Linked DNA regions of Mus musculus: all the other regions are linked to region 1. The links are chromatin contacts, called in public promoter capture Hi-C maps. All regions are on one chromosome and are shown on one strand. Each heading gives the region's core, a stretch centred on a gene start, on an enhancer-like site or on the middle of the called end of the contact. The rest is flanking DNA. Distances are from core to core; before and after follow the strand shown. Region 1 holds the start of Alox12e (arachidonate lipoxygenase, epidermal). Region 2 holds the start of Mgl2 (macrophage galactose N-acetyl-galactosamine specific lectin 2). Region 3 has its middle 2.6 kb from the start of Gm32946.

Region 1 (4,563 bases), core at 1,693-4,192:
GTGAACTTCGGACAGCAGATGCCCAGTGAAAGACACCCTGACATACCTTGTATATGGGGTGCAGGCTGGGTAAACTCCTCATTGTGGCCACAGAAATAACCTCGGCCATGAGGTGTCCCCTCAGCAGATGTGACTGTAACTGGTGCAGTTGGAAGTCAGAGCTTCGGACCCAGATCTTGGCCAAGAGCCAGGCCATGGGGGGATCTGAGGGCAAGAAGAGCAGAGGCGGGGGACATCCGTGTCGTGGTGGCTGGAGCTAGACCAGAAGACAGAGAGAGGGCGGGAGCTGAGGACCGATGGGTCTAACACCCTAACGAGGGTCGGTGTTAGGAAAGATTCGTGGTTCCTCGCACCTGGATGACCATGGGTAAGAGCCTCCCATCGGGCTGTAGTTTCAGCATGACCAAAGGGGCTGTCACATATTGCTGCTTAAAAATGATGATGTTAGGTTTGACTCCATCCAGCAGGGAGAAATCAACTTCGAACAGAGATCCAGCCTGTGGGAACAGGGCGCATGCGCAGATGAAGAGGCTGGGTCAGATCAGATCCCTCCTTTCATTCGCTTTGCCAAAGGGGGTCCTCCTCTCTCTACCGCCCAACAATTTTATACTAAGCAACTGATCTCCCCAGAACTGATGCCCTGGGTGTACGGGTTGGTGCTTGAGCCTCCCTGAGGCTCTCCTCCCTGTTAAAGGGTGAAGGAGCTAAGACTACATCAGTTACAAATTTCAGCCACAGGTAATTCTGCTCCACCCCCCTCACACAGCCCGCCACCATTTGGCAATATTTTTGGTTGTCACAAAAGATGTACTACTGACATCTAATAGGTAAGAGGCAGGAGATATTACTAGGACATTACTATACAGGGGAACACCCTAAAAGAAAGAATTATATAGGTCACAACCATGGCATAGCTCCAAAGTTGAGAAACTCCAAGTGATGATGAAACCTGTCACCATTTTGTATGCTAACCTTAAAAAATGATCTAAGAAAAGAAATCCTAAATGCAGATAAAGGAGGGTATTGATGATGGAGTCACACAAGGAGAGGTGGGGGGGAAGGAAGCAAGGAAAGGGAAAGAAATCGGTCAGAACCATGGGGATGGGGTTGGGTGCATAAGCTAAACAGAGGCAGCTCAGCACCTTGAGCTCCTTCTCCAGCTGGGTCTGTACGTCTTCCATCCCTGGAGGCAGGACCAGCCGGGCTGGAAGGCGCATGGACCGCCTCAGGAGCATGGGGTTTGCACCGTTGAGGAACTGGTACCCAAAGAGAGCATCTTCCTTCCAGGAACCACGGACCCGCTCTGAAGACATCCGTTGAGAACACAGTGTGAGCTCTAAACGTGCCCTCCAGCCAACCCATCATCTCCTGCCCTCTCTCCCCAGTTCTCTCGGATAGCTGGGTTGGAATTCTGATTAAAGAGACTTTAGGAAATTGTGGTCACTGACCAGGCAGAGCAGTCTTTGTATGTGGGAATACTTTCTGGTAATCTTCCAGCTTTTGTACACGACTTACAAAATCTAGAGTCCCCTTAATAGCAAAGTTCTTCAACCTGTGCAAAGAACACCGTGCAAGAAGATCAAGAAAGAGCCCACCTTACAGCTTAAGGCGAAACTGCGCAAACTCAACCAAGTACTCACTCTTTGACCAGAGAGAGGGAAAAATCTAAATCCTTATCCTTCATGAATCTCTGGTTCCGGGGGAGGTCCCGTTCAGTACTCCCTGCTATAGGCAGGATTAATCCCTCCTTCCAGGAGCCCCACCTGGGGAACAGATACGGAGCCTTACGTGAGACAGTGGGTTTGGAGGCTCTAGAGGGCGATCGACAGTTTTCTTGAACTCACCGATACACATTCCTTCTGTTCTCCAGCTCCTGCTCTCGATACTTCCTAAACAGGTTCTGAGTGTCATCAGTTACCTTCAGGGCTGGAAGAAGCAGACACAAAAGTGTGTCCTCTTAGGGCACCGCTCTGTGCCCTCCATCTCATCCTTTCTCGTCTCCCCCGCTCCCCTCTATCTCTAATCTTTTCTGTAATTTATTTCATAACAAGCCCAACGACCTCCTGCATCCTTCAGCGGCACCGCCAGAGTCCTCACCAGTGCCCTCGGTTAGGCAGATAGTCTCCTTGCCCTGCACCCAACTGTAGCAGGGGAAAAAGGCTTCTCCTTGGGTCCCAGGGCCCTGCACAGTGATGCTCTTGCAGAACCAGTCAGAATCCAATAGGCCTTTCTGTTTGCGCAGCTTCACCGCCAGGAGGCGCCCTAGATGCAAGGGGACGTCGACCTCCAGCTCTGTCTTCTGTGGGATAGGACACAGCTCCTAAGCAAGTCTGGGGTCCTCCGTGTGGGCAGCAGTGTCAGTGAGCCCTCGGAGAAGCTTGGCTTTGGCTCCAATTGCCCTTCTAAGAAGCACTCAAGGAAAGAGACCTGAACCGAGTGGCGTCGAGGAAGGAGCGGGGCGCTCTGCTGGGCTCCAGGCTCCTCTGTGCACCTGCAGCGCTCCCCAGTGTTGTCTCATCCCCGCCCCCTCTTTCTGCCCAGCCCCTCTCTCCTATTCCTTTCTCTGTCCCCTTTTCTCGCAGCCAGCCCACCTGCGCCTGCTATCACTCCCGGATCACCTTCTCAGTGGTTCTCTGGGATCAGGCTTCCTCCCCTCCCCACAGTTCCCAGAACCCCTGCAGAGTCTCAGATCCCCGGTTCTCCGCGAGAGCCCCACGTAGTGGCCGGCACTCACCCTTCCCAGCAGTGGCCGCAGCTGCTTCCCAAGGTCCGCCTCTCCATGCTCGCCCACCAGCCACAGATGCACCAGGTTGGCGGAGCCCGCAAAAACCGAGTCTCCAGTGGCTACGAGGATCTTGTACTTGACCATCTCGGCTGATCCTCTAGAGGGACCTGGGGGGAAACTGCTCTTAAGAGGATCTGAGAGGCTGCCTCCAGAGAGTCACACCTAGACCAGAGTTTGGTGTATTTGAATTGCCCCCGCCCACTCAGGTCCCTCCCCAACTAAGGAGCAGGTATCTGATTCTCACCTTCACTGTCTCTAGATGGTTTGCCAGCAGTTTCCAAAAATGCATCCCTACCTTGTTTTCTTGGCAAGGGCTTCATGCCCAGCCCTGAGCTAAGCACATCAGCTAGCTAAGTCTCACGCCCACCCAATTTTAGTGGAAAAAAAAAGCGCAGCAGGCAGTGATGACAGCAGTAGAAAGGCTTTGGGTGGGGCGCGCTTTTCCGTGGAAGTGAGCTTAGCATCTTGGCAAGGACCAAAGAGTTTTGTTGTTGTTTTTGTTGAGGACAGGTGCAGTAGAGGTGTTCATTGTTCAAACTGGAGAGCCCGAGGAGGGAGTTTGGAATTTCCCTATAGTCTGGAAGTTTCCATTGGACCTCCCTGAAACCTGATCTTTGAAGACAAAGCTTTAGGCTGAGCACCCATACTGTGGACAAACTGCAGGGAAGGGGACAGGGAAAGGAACAGGAGAGAGGACTCTCTTCAGGACTAAGTCTTCCCACCACATCTCCCAGAGTTCGGCCCCCCTTCCTCCTCAGAGCGAGTACAGGGGTATACCTCTCTGTCCTGTGACACTCCTGCCTCTGTCCAGGTGCTCCTGTGCTCCTGTGGACAAAAGTCCCTGAATCCACAATGGATTTTGCTTAAGAGCTAACTACTTAACTAACTGATCCCTTGCCTCGTGGTCGAAGAGTCCGTCAAAACATGCGGCTGAGAGCCGGGCGTGGTGCACGCCTTTAATCCCAGCACTCGGGAGGCAGAGGCAGGCGGATTTCTGAGTTCGAGGCCAGCCTGGTCTACAAAGTGAGTGCCAGGATAGCCAGGGCTTCACAGAGAAACCCTGTCTCGAAAAAAACAAAAACAAAAACAAAAACAACAAAACAAAACAAAACAAAACAAAAAAACATGCGACTGAGACCTGAATCTAAAAGTATAGATGTACTTTCTCAGACAAACGGGGGGGGGGGGGGGGGGAGGACACGGACTTGCCATTAGTTTATAGTGGAGCGGGTGCTTGAAGGATCTTGCAGAACAAACACTAAATGCAACTTGTCTAGTTCTTTACCAGTTTTCCCTCAGCCTTTCTTGTTGTTTGTTTTTGGAGACAGGCCCAACCCCTTTCTTGTGTTCCTTTCACTCCAGGACCCCTGCAGAGTCCCAGGTCCCCAGGTCTCTGTGAGCCCAGTTGTGGTCCTGCACTCGCCCTTCCCAGGAGAGCTGAGACAGCCCTGGTTGTCCTGGAACTCACTCTGTAGACCAGGCTGGTCTTGAACTCAGAGAGATCCATCTGCCTCTGCCTCTGCCTCTGCCTCTGCCTCTGCCTCTGCCTCTGCCTCTGCCTCTGCCTCTGCCTCTGCCTCTGCCTCTGCCTCTGCCTCTGCCTCTGCCTCTGCCTCTGCCTCTGCCTCTGCCCCTGGGTGCTGGAATTAAAGGCTTGTGCCACCATGCCTGGCTTTTTATTTTTTAAACAGTTATCTTGGCTACTTCGCATCAGTATCATGGCAGGGCTTTTTAAATGCATCTTGCTTATATAGTCAGAGAATATTCTATTTGATTCT
Region 2 (4,598 bases), core at 471-2,970, 190 kb before region 1:
AGAAAAAGAGAAAGAGGAAAAGGCTGGGATCTCACACAGCTCCACGACAGGAAGGCCTCCCACTCAGCCGCCTTTAAAAGGTTTCATTACCTCCTGATAGCAGCTGTTTCGATCCAAGCCTAAATACAGACTCATCAAATTATCACAGAATAAATAAAATTATCACAGAATAAATAAAACAAAACTGAGATGGAAAATCACAAACATAAATAGGGAAATCACAAATAACTAAACGGCAGGATGGATGAAAAGAGATGCAGATGAACGCAGAGGGTTTTGTTATTGTTGTTTTCCTTAAGCAGTCTTTAATGAAAGCTGTGCACGAGATGTCTCTACTCCTGCATCTTCTCAATTGTTTTTTTCCTTATATTTGCCCTTCTCCTTTTCTACTTGCTTAGACTTGGCTTTTCTCTCCAGGAACTTCTTGCAGCCCTCATCCAGCTTTACCCTGGTGATACCCACCTTTCTGGGGTGGATGCCCGCATGGACAGTTGTGCCATTAGCCTTTTCTTGCTGAACTCATTCAGTGTAGGTTACTTATTTCTTCCTGCACACATGGACCACTTCGTGTGGACGGAACGTTACACTTCTGTCTCAGTTCTTTGGAAAAAGGGAAAGACGTGAACTTCCTCCGAATGTGAGAAGGCACGTTGAAATGCCGTTTGCGGTTCTTGCTTCAGTCAGAAGTCATGGAGGGACTGAACTTCCTTTTGGTGGCTGTGATCTAGCAATGGCACCAAGCCGATCCTATTTCATGACTGGATGTGTCCAGTGGTCCTGACACATATCAATTCAGTACAAACAAGAAAGTCTCAAAACAACAGTGCTCTTGAAATGGAAAACAATAACAATGACAAGAGAAAATAAACAAAAGCACCTGAAGGTTTTTGCTTTGTTTTTCAACACTCAGATTCCTACTTGAAGGGATCTGTGTTCTGAGGAGCCATGCACTGACAAGGACCGTGGTGAAGGCTGAGCAGGCACAGAGAGCAAAGTTGGGTGTTGGAAAATAGTGCTGTTTGATCTATAGCTATTTCCTTCCATCATCCACATTGTGTCTTAATGCTCTAGAGGGAACCAATCACCTATTCCAATACCCTCCTGCACAGAATGGATGCTTAAGAAGACAAAATAATAAATTCTTTAAAATGCTTAACAAAATGTGTTTCCTCTTTAGCCCTTCTCTCCATGTCTGGTGAGGTCACGGTTTCTATCCCTCTCTATCCTTCTGGGTGGAGTGAGGGGTGTGGAGATGGGGCTTAGTGGCGAGGGTCCTCAGACTCAGGGGTCAAGGAACCACACCAGGTTTTGGATATAAGCAGTGAATGAAGGCTTGTGCAGTGCTGTTCAATGACAGACACCGACATTCAGGGAGAGTCGTGGGCAGGAAGCAAATGAAGATAAGAGGCATAGGAGAAGGAAATAGACTGCCTCTCTGTTGTAAGCTCCCTTCCCACCGAGTGAAAAATGAGGAAGTCGTGGAAGGGTCTAGAAAGAGGAATATGGGACGGCACACTCTGGAGATGGAGATGAATCTGATCCTCTGCCAGCTGGCAATCCTCACTCACACTCAATTTCCAAGTCACTCAGTATTGGCTGTCAGAAGCTGAGAGATTTGGACGTTCCCCAAATGGACCACTCAAGATGCAAAGGAGAACAGACCATTGGGCCTTCGGACGCAAAGGACATATATGTGGCTTCTGCTTGGCCCCTCCCACACACCAACCCTCCGGGATATAGTTCTCCACCCCGACTGAGTTCTCGCCTCTGGTCATTGCTGCACAGGGAAGCCAAGACTTCACACAGGTAACTGGGTCGGGGTTGCCAGGGAGACCAGTGGGGCAAGAGATGTGTAAGGGATGCAAGGAAGGAAGGGCTCTAGGCCTTGGGTGGAAGGAAGTATGCAGATATAGAAGGGGTTCGTGTAAGGCTTGGGAATACACCAGCACTGCACTCTAGCTTGGGTTGTGGCCTCCACAATCCCTAGGCAAATTAAGACTCAAACTCAATATGTCTTGGCCCAGTTCCCAGCTGATTTCCATCCTAACTCTAGTCTTATCCCTAACCTTAGTTCTTTGCTTAACATACTTTTGGAGATATTTTAGATCCAAACCATAGTTCTTAACTACAATACACATGTTCATGTGTGTGTAGTTATACGTATAGATATATGTGCATGTATGTGGAGGCCAAGGACAAACATGGCTGTAATTCTCAGGAGCTGCTTACCTTAGTTTGCATGTGCATGTGCATGCGTGCGTGTGTGTGCATGGTATGCATGTGTGGGCTCCATGTGTGTAAGTGCATGCCTGCATGCATATGTGGCAGGCAGAAGCTGACATCAAGTATCCTTTGTTCTCTCTCTCTCTCTCTCTCTCTCTCTCTCTCTCTCTCTCTCTCACTTTCTCTGCCTTATTTTTATCCATCCCATAATCAGCCTCCAAACGCTGACACCATTGCATACACTAGTGGGATTTTGCTGAAAGGACCCTGATATAGCTGTCTCTTGTGAGACTATGCTGGGGCCTGGCAAACACAGAAGTGGATGCTCACAGTCAGCTATTGGATGGATCACAGGGCCCCCAATGGGGGAGCTAGAGAGAGTACCCAAGGAGCTGAGGGGAACAGCAACCCTATGGGTGGAACAACAATATGAACTAACCAGTGCCCCCCGGAGCTCGTGTCTCTAGCCTCATATGTATCAGAGGATGGCCTGGTCGGCCATCAGTGGAAAGAGAGGCCCATTGGTCGTGCAGATATAATAGAGGCCCATTGGTTGTGCAGACTTTATATGCCTCAGTGCAGGGGAACGCCAGGGCTGGGAAGTGGGAGTGGGGGTGGGGTGGGGGAGTGGGGGACTTTTGGGATAGCACTGGAGATGTGAATGAAGAAAGTACCTAATTTAAAAAAAAAAAAGACATGATCTTTCACTGAAGCGGAAGCTTGCCTTCTCAGCTCATCCTTCTGCTGATGAGTTCTCATGACGTCTCTCTGCCCCGTTCCCACAAGCACTGGGCTTACAAGAAAGAGTGTGCCACCACAACCAGCCTTTACATGGGTGCTAGGGATCCAAACTTGGGACCTCATGACTGGACAGTGAGCACTTTATCTTCCAAGCCATCTCCCTGTCCCACTCTTTTGTTTTGTTTTGTTTTGTTTTGTTTTGTTTTGTTTTGTTTTGTGTTTGAGTTAGGGTCTCTTACTGACCTGAATCTTGCTAAGTAGGCTGGGCTGACCTGACAGCATACTTCAGGGATCCAGCTGTCTCTGCCTCTCCAGAGATTACTAGCATGACAGACACCATGCCTAGATCTTCTTTCTTTCTTTTAAAACTTTATTTATTATTTGAATTATATGTACATGTGAGTCTCTGTATTTGGATGAGTGCTTTTGAGTGCAGGTGCCCTTAGAGGCCAAGGGAGTTGAATCTCCCTGGAGCTAGAGTCACAGGCTGTTAGGGGTTGCCCGATGTGGGAGCCGGGAGCCAACTCAGGTTGCCTGGAAGAACATTACATGCTTGTCTTAGGGTTTCTATTCCTGTATAAACATTATGACCAAGAACCAAGTTGGGGAGGAAGGGTTTATTCAGCTTACATTTCTACACTGCTGTTCATCACTAAAGGAAGTCAGGACTGGAACTCAAGCAGGTCAGGAAGCAGGAGCTGATGCAGAGGCCATGGAGGGATGTTGCTTACTGGATTGCTTCCCCTGGCTTGCTCAGCTTGCTTTCTTATAGAACCCAAGACTACCATCTCTGGATGGTACCATCCACAAGGGACCCCCCATCCCCATCACTAATTGAGAAAATGCTCCACAGCTGGATCTCATGGAGGCATTTCCCCAACTGAGCTCCTTTCTCTGTGATAATTCCAGCCTGTGTCAAGTTGACACAAAACTAGCCAGTACAATGCTCTAACCACTGGGTCATCCCTCCAGCCCTGCTCCCAGCTGCCTCACATGGGTTCTGGGGATGGAATATCAGCCCTCATATTTGCCTGGCAAGTACCTTATTGACTGAGCACAGTATTCTATTGCAGTCCTAACCTCAGCTCCTACTTCAACCCTGTCCGTTCCAATCCCAGATCCAAAATTAATCTTCATACAAGTCGCGCACTGAAGTGCCCACACTTAGGTCTTAACTTCCAGTTTTATTGCAAGCTCAGGTCCGGTTCCTTCTATGTTCCTGACTGGGTACTGATGCCAGTCTCAGAATGAGACTCAAGGTCAAGTTCAGCCTCATCTTAGACCCAGCTGTCGAACTTTTTTTTTCTTGAAGTCTTAACATTTAATTTTTATTTGCAAATATTCCAAAGAACAGTGTGACTTTGTTCATTTACAGTGTTAAAAAAAGTTCTAAGTTATTTATATTTATTTGAACCATAAACCATCATGAAAATTTAGCTATTTATTCTTTCTACACACAAAAATATTAGACTTATTTGTAGGTGGCCATGAAAATGTTAAGAAAGGTTCTCAGGATGGTGTATTCCAGATGGTCAGATTGGTTCCTGATATAGTGATAGACATTATTCAGAAAACGAAACGAGATTGTTGGGGTAGCAAGATGGCTTTTGGGTAAAGGAGCTTGCAGCCAAGCC
Region 3 (4,296 bases), core at 678-3,177, 250 kb before region 1:
TGTCTCTGTGTGGATGTGCGCAGTTAGTGTAGATTTCCCCAAGCCAGAAGAGGATTCGATAGGACTGGACTCACAGCGGTTGTAAGTTCTTACCCCGAACTCCCACCTGGCTACTGGGAGCCTGGTCCTCTCCAAGAGCAGCAAGCACTCCTACCTGTCCTACCTGCTGAGCCTTCTCTCCAGTCCTGGACATGTCCTAATGACAACACATCTCCAAAAGATGGGGCTGGTCATGATGGCACATGCCTATCATTCTAGCCCTGGAGGCTGAGGCTGAGGCTGAGGCTGAGGCTGAGGCTGAGGCTGAGGCTGAGGCTGTGGCTGAGGTAGGACTGAGGAGTTCTAGACAACCTGGGCCATACAGGGATACCTTGCCCAAACAAAGAAACAAATGAACAAAAGCAAAACAAAATAAACCCCACAGGGTTTCTCTGTCCTGACTGGCTTCAAACTCACAACATCTACCTGCCTCTGGCTCACTAGTGCTGGGATTAAAGGCATGCATTACAAAACCTGGCTGGGATTTTGATTTCTTTGTTGAAGTTGTTGCTTGTCTAGAGAAGTGTGTTTAGTCATCAGCTCTGTACACGGGCCTATGAGGCAGGACAGCCTCAGACCAGCTTTTGTCAGAATAAGGACCTTTTGCCAGGTTACCTGCTGACTTCATCTAGGGAGGATATTAAATGTCAGTTTGGCTACACACACACACACACACACACACACACACACACACACACACACACACAAGCTTAATTTCCTGAAACCCAGCACCGCGTTTTATCTTTAAAAGCTAAGAACAAAAGCTATTGCTAGCAGGAGTTACAGGCAGGCTTGGTGGGTGAGATAGACCCCCACCTCCACCCTCTAGGGCGGATGGGATGCTGGAATCCGGTGGAAGCATGGATCACATTTAGCCAGACTCCCAGTCCAGGGACCACTGGGTTTACAGCAGGCTCCTGTAGCCTCCCAGACACCTCACTCCCACTCCCAATCCCCTTCGTGCCTGCCAGGCTGCGGCTGCAGACGAACTTTCACTACACTTTACTGGGCTTTGCAGGCAGGCAAGGAGCAGGATGAAAAGACTGAATGATTTTGGTGCTGGGATCCTTCCTCTCCATCCGCAGCAATGGACCCCATCTCCCCACAAAGGACAGGAGCGCAGTCTCAGCTGGTGGTTCTCAAATATGCTCTTTGGCCAATCAGAGCACCGCAAAGTCTGTTGCAGGCTGCGTCAAAAACATGCATGCCAGAAGCTTCATCTTCTACTAGGTTGAAGAGATGCTTGTAGCAGACTTGAGTGTTGAGGATCCACAGAGGCAGTTGGTTAAAGGAGCTGGCTGAGAAGATACACCTGGGGTGAGACGCTGAGAGAAACTACTGCAGGAGATTCTACTACCCACTCAGTGCGTGGCAGTGATGCCCGGGGAGTGGGATTTTGTTCTGCGTGGGAAGACCCCACCCCGGAGCAGAGCTCTGGGTAGGTGCTCTTGTTTACCTCCAACCCTGCAGTTCTCACTCAACGGCAAGAAAGGATGTGAACTGTTAGAGATAGGTAAGACCCAAGACGGCCGGCCTTTGGCCAGTGAACTTAGAACACAGTCGTCCTGGCTCTGGATCTGGTTCAGCATATCTGGATTGGAACCAGAAAACTGGTATCTTCTGAGGCCACGCCTCCTTGACCTCACCGCAAGCAGTTTTCCCTGGTCACTCTAAGAGTGACCACTATTGAAAGGAGCTGGGGGTGGGGTGTGTGTGTGTGTGTGTAAGTGGTCAACTTAGTCTTAGGAGTTTAATTATGGATTTTTAAAAAGAAGCTGTAAGAACTAACGGTCTAACATTTCACTTTAGTATTTAGGAAAGAGGCATAAATAGTATTGCGAAATGTTGCTTAAGGGCACCTGAAACTGGAGCTGTACCACACGGTGGCGCTGCTATCCTGAGTGTAGGCTGGGCCACTTCCTAATCTCCATGTGGCTAACAGTCTCCCCGCCGCTGGTATTCCTGACTTATTACTTACTAAGACCTATTTTCCATCTTGGCTGTCCCGGACCCAGACCTGCCGTGCTCCTGGGCCACGATCCCCAACTCTTACGTGATGGTTATGCTCTTTCTTCTGCACCTCTTAGGCCTTGTCTTTGCTCCTTTCCCAGAGTGATGGCTCTCTCCCTCCTCCCTCGGTCCCTTGCCTGGGAATTCTAAAGTCCTCCTTCTGTCTCCCTGCCCAGCCAGTGGCCACCGGCAACTTTATTTACCAATCAAAACCAATTGGGGGCAGGGTCCCTCACTATCTTATGTGCAGATTCCCATGTAATTTTGGGCACCCAATAAACACAATACAAGAGTTAGACCAAATCCACAACACTACCCAGCTGCAAACCTGTGACCCACAACAGTTGGCACATGGGTGAGATATATATAAAAATGCAATAAGTGGCATTTGCATGTTGGTGGAGTTGACATTCACTCGACAGAGGGCAACCATGCCTCGTACTGGAACTAGCTTCCCGGAACTAGCAAGGTCATAGAGCTGAGAAGAGAACGTATTACTACCACCATTGTTTTTATTTTTCAGAGACTACTTTTAATATGGGTTCTTAAACACTTTATCCTCCCTTCTAGGCTACCGCCCAGCAGAGGCAGTGGGAAAGAGAGGTTATTAGGATACGGGGAAGTCAACCTGTTTAGAAAATCAACAGTCCAGTTCACAGGTCAACATCGGCAGCTAGATACACTCGAAAACACTTCACAGATATACAGTCAGTCAGTTCAGGAGTGTTGGAATAGCAAACACAAATCAGCAGCTGTGGCATGACCTAGCAGATATAGCCAGGCCTCCGCTGACTCAGCATGAGTCAGCAGGGACACCAGGAGTTCTTTGCTGTGTCTCTCTCAACAAAGTGAAGATCTGTGAAGATACTACAAGCATTGCAAAGCTAGCTGTGCAAGCCCCCATCACTCTCCGTCGAGTCCTATTTATACTCTCTCCAAACATCATGTGTCCTCCATGGATCTTGCCTCATCACATGTCTTGCCTCAGCATGTGAGTCTGTCTTAACAAAACTCCACGTGAGTCTGGACCGGCTGACATCACTCTGCCAATCGACCCGAGTCCGGGGAAGTGGCAAGAAGCCGCCAGCACACCACCAGAGGTTTTTGGTGTGTTTCTCTCTATGGATTCATGGCAAGCAGAGCTCATCATTGCCATGTAAGGTGAACCAATACATGCCTGTCATTAGTGAAGCATCCTTCATCACGCATCCTTTCATGTGCAAAGGATGAAAAACATCCTTTCCCCTGTGTCTGCTTCAGAAAAACAGTCCTTCATGTGTTTGCCTCAGCAAAACAACAACCAACACAACTGACTTTCCAAAGAAACTGTAAGTTTCCACTTCATACCACTTTGCTAGACAAGCATAACTTCTTCCATCATTCTAAATCTTATCCTGTAGGTATCACACCTGTCAAAGGAGCCTCTCCTGGCAGCGAATGGAGACCACCACAGAAGACCACAACTGGACACAATGCAGAGACCAATAGATTGTAGGAGGCCCAGCCATGATGGAATATATCTACATCACAGCTCCTGCACCTATCTATGGCTTAGGGAACATTGTGGAAAAGGGGGCAAAGGGTTGTAAGATGCAGGATACAGAAAGTGAAACAGTCTTTTGTAGGCATGGCTGTGTAAACAAGGCCAGAGCAATGATGATATTGATGGATAGGTTAACATGGAAGGGGGAAGTTTTCATGGAGGCCCACCCCTAGACGACCTACAGGAAACTAATGACTGCTGGGAGAGAGACAATTGGCTTCTCTTAGGGATGAGCCTTTTATTGTTTGTCTAGTTCAGAGTGATCAACCTTGAGCCATATATACACCACCAAAACAAATGGACTCAGCAGGTTGTATTAAAATACATTTGTGCATACACATATACATATATGGCAATAATAAAGGAAAACAGGTTATACATTATCAACTTCAGAGGGGGGGAGGTGCATGGAAGGGCTAGAGGAAGGTGCTGGAGGCAGGAAAGAAAGTGATACGATTCTATTTCAGTTTAAAAAATACATTTAGCTGGGGCTGGAGAGATGGCTCACTGGTTAAGAGCACTGACTGCTCTGCCAACAGTTCTGAGTTCAAATCCCAGCAACCACATGGTGGCTCACAACCATCTATAATAAGATCTGATGCCCTCTTCTGGTGTGTCTGAAGATAGCTACAGTGTACTTACATATAATAAATAAATAAATAAATCTTAAAAAAAATACATTTAGCCCGGCTTGGTGGCGTATA

What was found. Promoter capture Hi-C pulls out the DNA fragments that hold promoters and counts their contacts. Capture Hi-C pulls out chosen DNA fragments and counts their contacts.
Region 2: a contact with region 1 is called in a promoter capture Hi-C map of liver. The contact joins the promoter of Mgl2 here to the promoter of Alox12e in region 1. A contact is called at or near these places in 3 of 39 promoter capture datasets (the C10 cell line, cranial neural crest and trophoblast stem cells), 1 of 484 Hi-C or Micro-C datasets (the Ba/F3 cell line) and 3 of 9 other capture datasets (adipose tissue, liver and pancreatic islet).
Region 3: a promoter capture Hi-C map of liver shows a contact between it and region 1, with 2.0 times the contacts expected there. The contact joins the enhancer-like site here to the promoter of Alox12e in region 1. A contact is called at or near these places in 11 of 39 promoter capture datasets (the 3T3-L1 cell line, the C10 cell line, the HPC-7 cell line and 6 more), 16 of 484 Hi-C or Micro-C datasets (B cells, the Ba/F3 cell line, the C2C12 cell line and 12 more), 2 of 115 datasets of contacts at active chromatin or transcription factors (both in embryonic stem cells) and 3 of 9 other capture datasets (adipose tissue, liver and pancreatic islet).

Annotation. Positions count from the first base shown.
Region 1 is chr11:70,319,588-70,324,150 of GRCm38.p6, forward strand. Alox12e (arachidonate lipoxygenase, epidermal) reads right to left here and starts at 2,943. Exons shown (of 14, transcript NM_145684.2): 1 at 2,735-2,943; 2 at 2,098-2,299; 3 at 1,845-1,926; 4 at 1,641-1,763; 5 at 1,449-1,552; 6 at 1,143-1,303; 7 at 354-497; 8 at 47-256. The coding sequence starts at 2,869.
Region 2 is chr11:70,128,637-70,133,234 of GRCm38.p6, forward strand. It overlaps Mgl2 (macrophage galactose N-acetyl-galactosamine specific lectin 2), which reads left to right and starts at 1,721. Exons shown (of 10, transcript NM_145137.2): 1 at 1,721-1,806. It also overlaps the pseudogene Gm12311.
Region 3 is chr11:70,072,929-70,077,224 of GRCm38.p6, forward strand. No RefSeq gene overlaps it. Among named protein-coding and RNA genes, the nearest start is that of Gm32946, 2.6 kb to the right of the region's middle. Within about 2 kb of position 1,928, at least 39 of the 459 cell types and tissues checked have an H3K27ac peak or open chromatin away from gene starts, as enhancers often do. A contact at or near this core is called in the C2C12 cell line, adipose tissue, liver and 1 more, where this site is marked.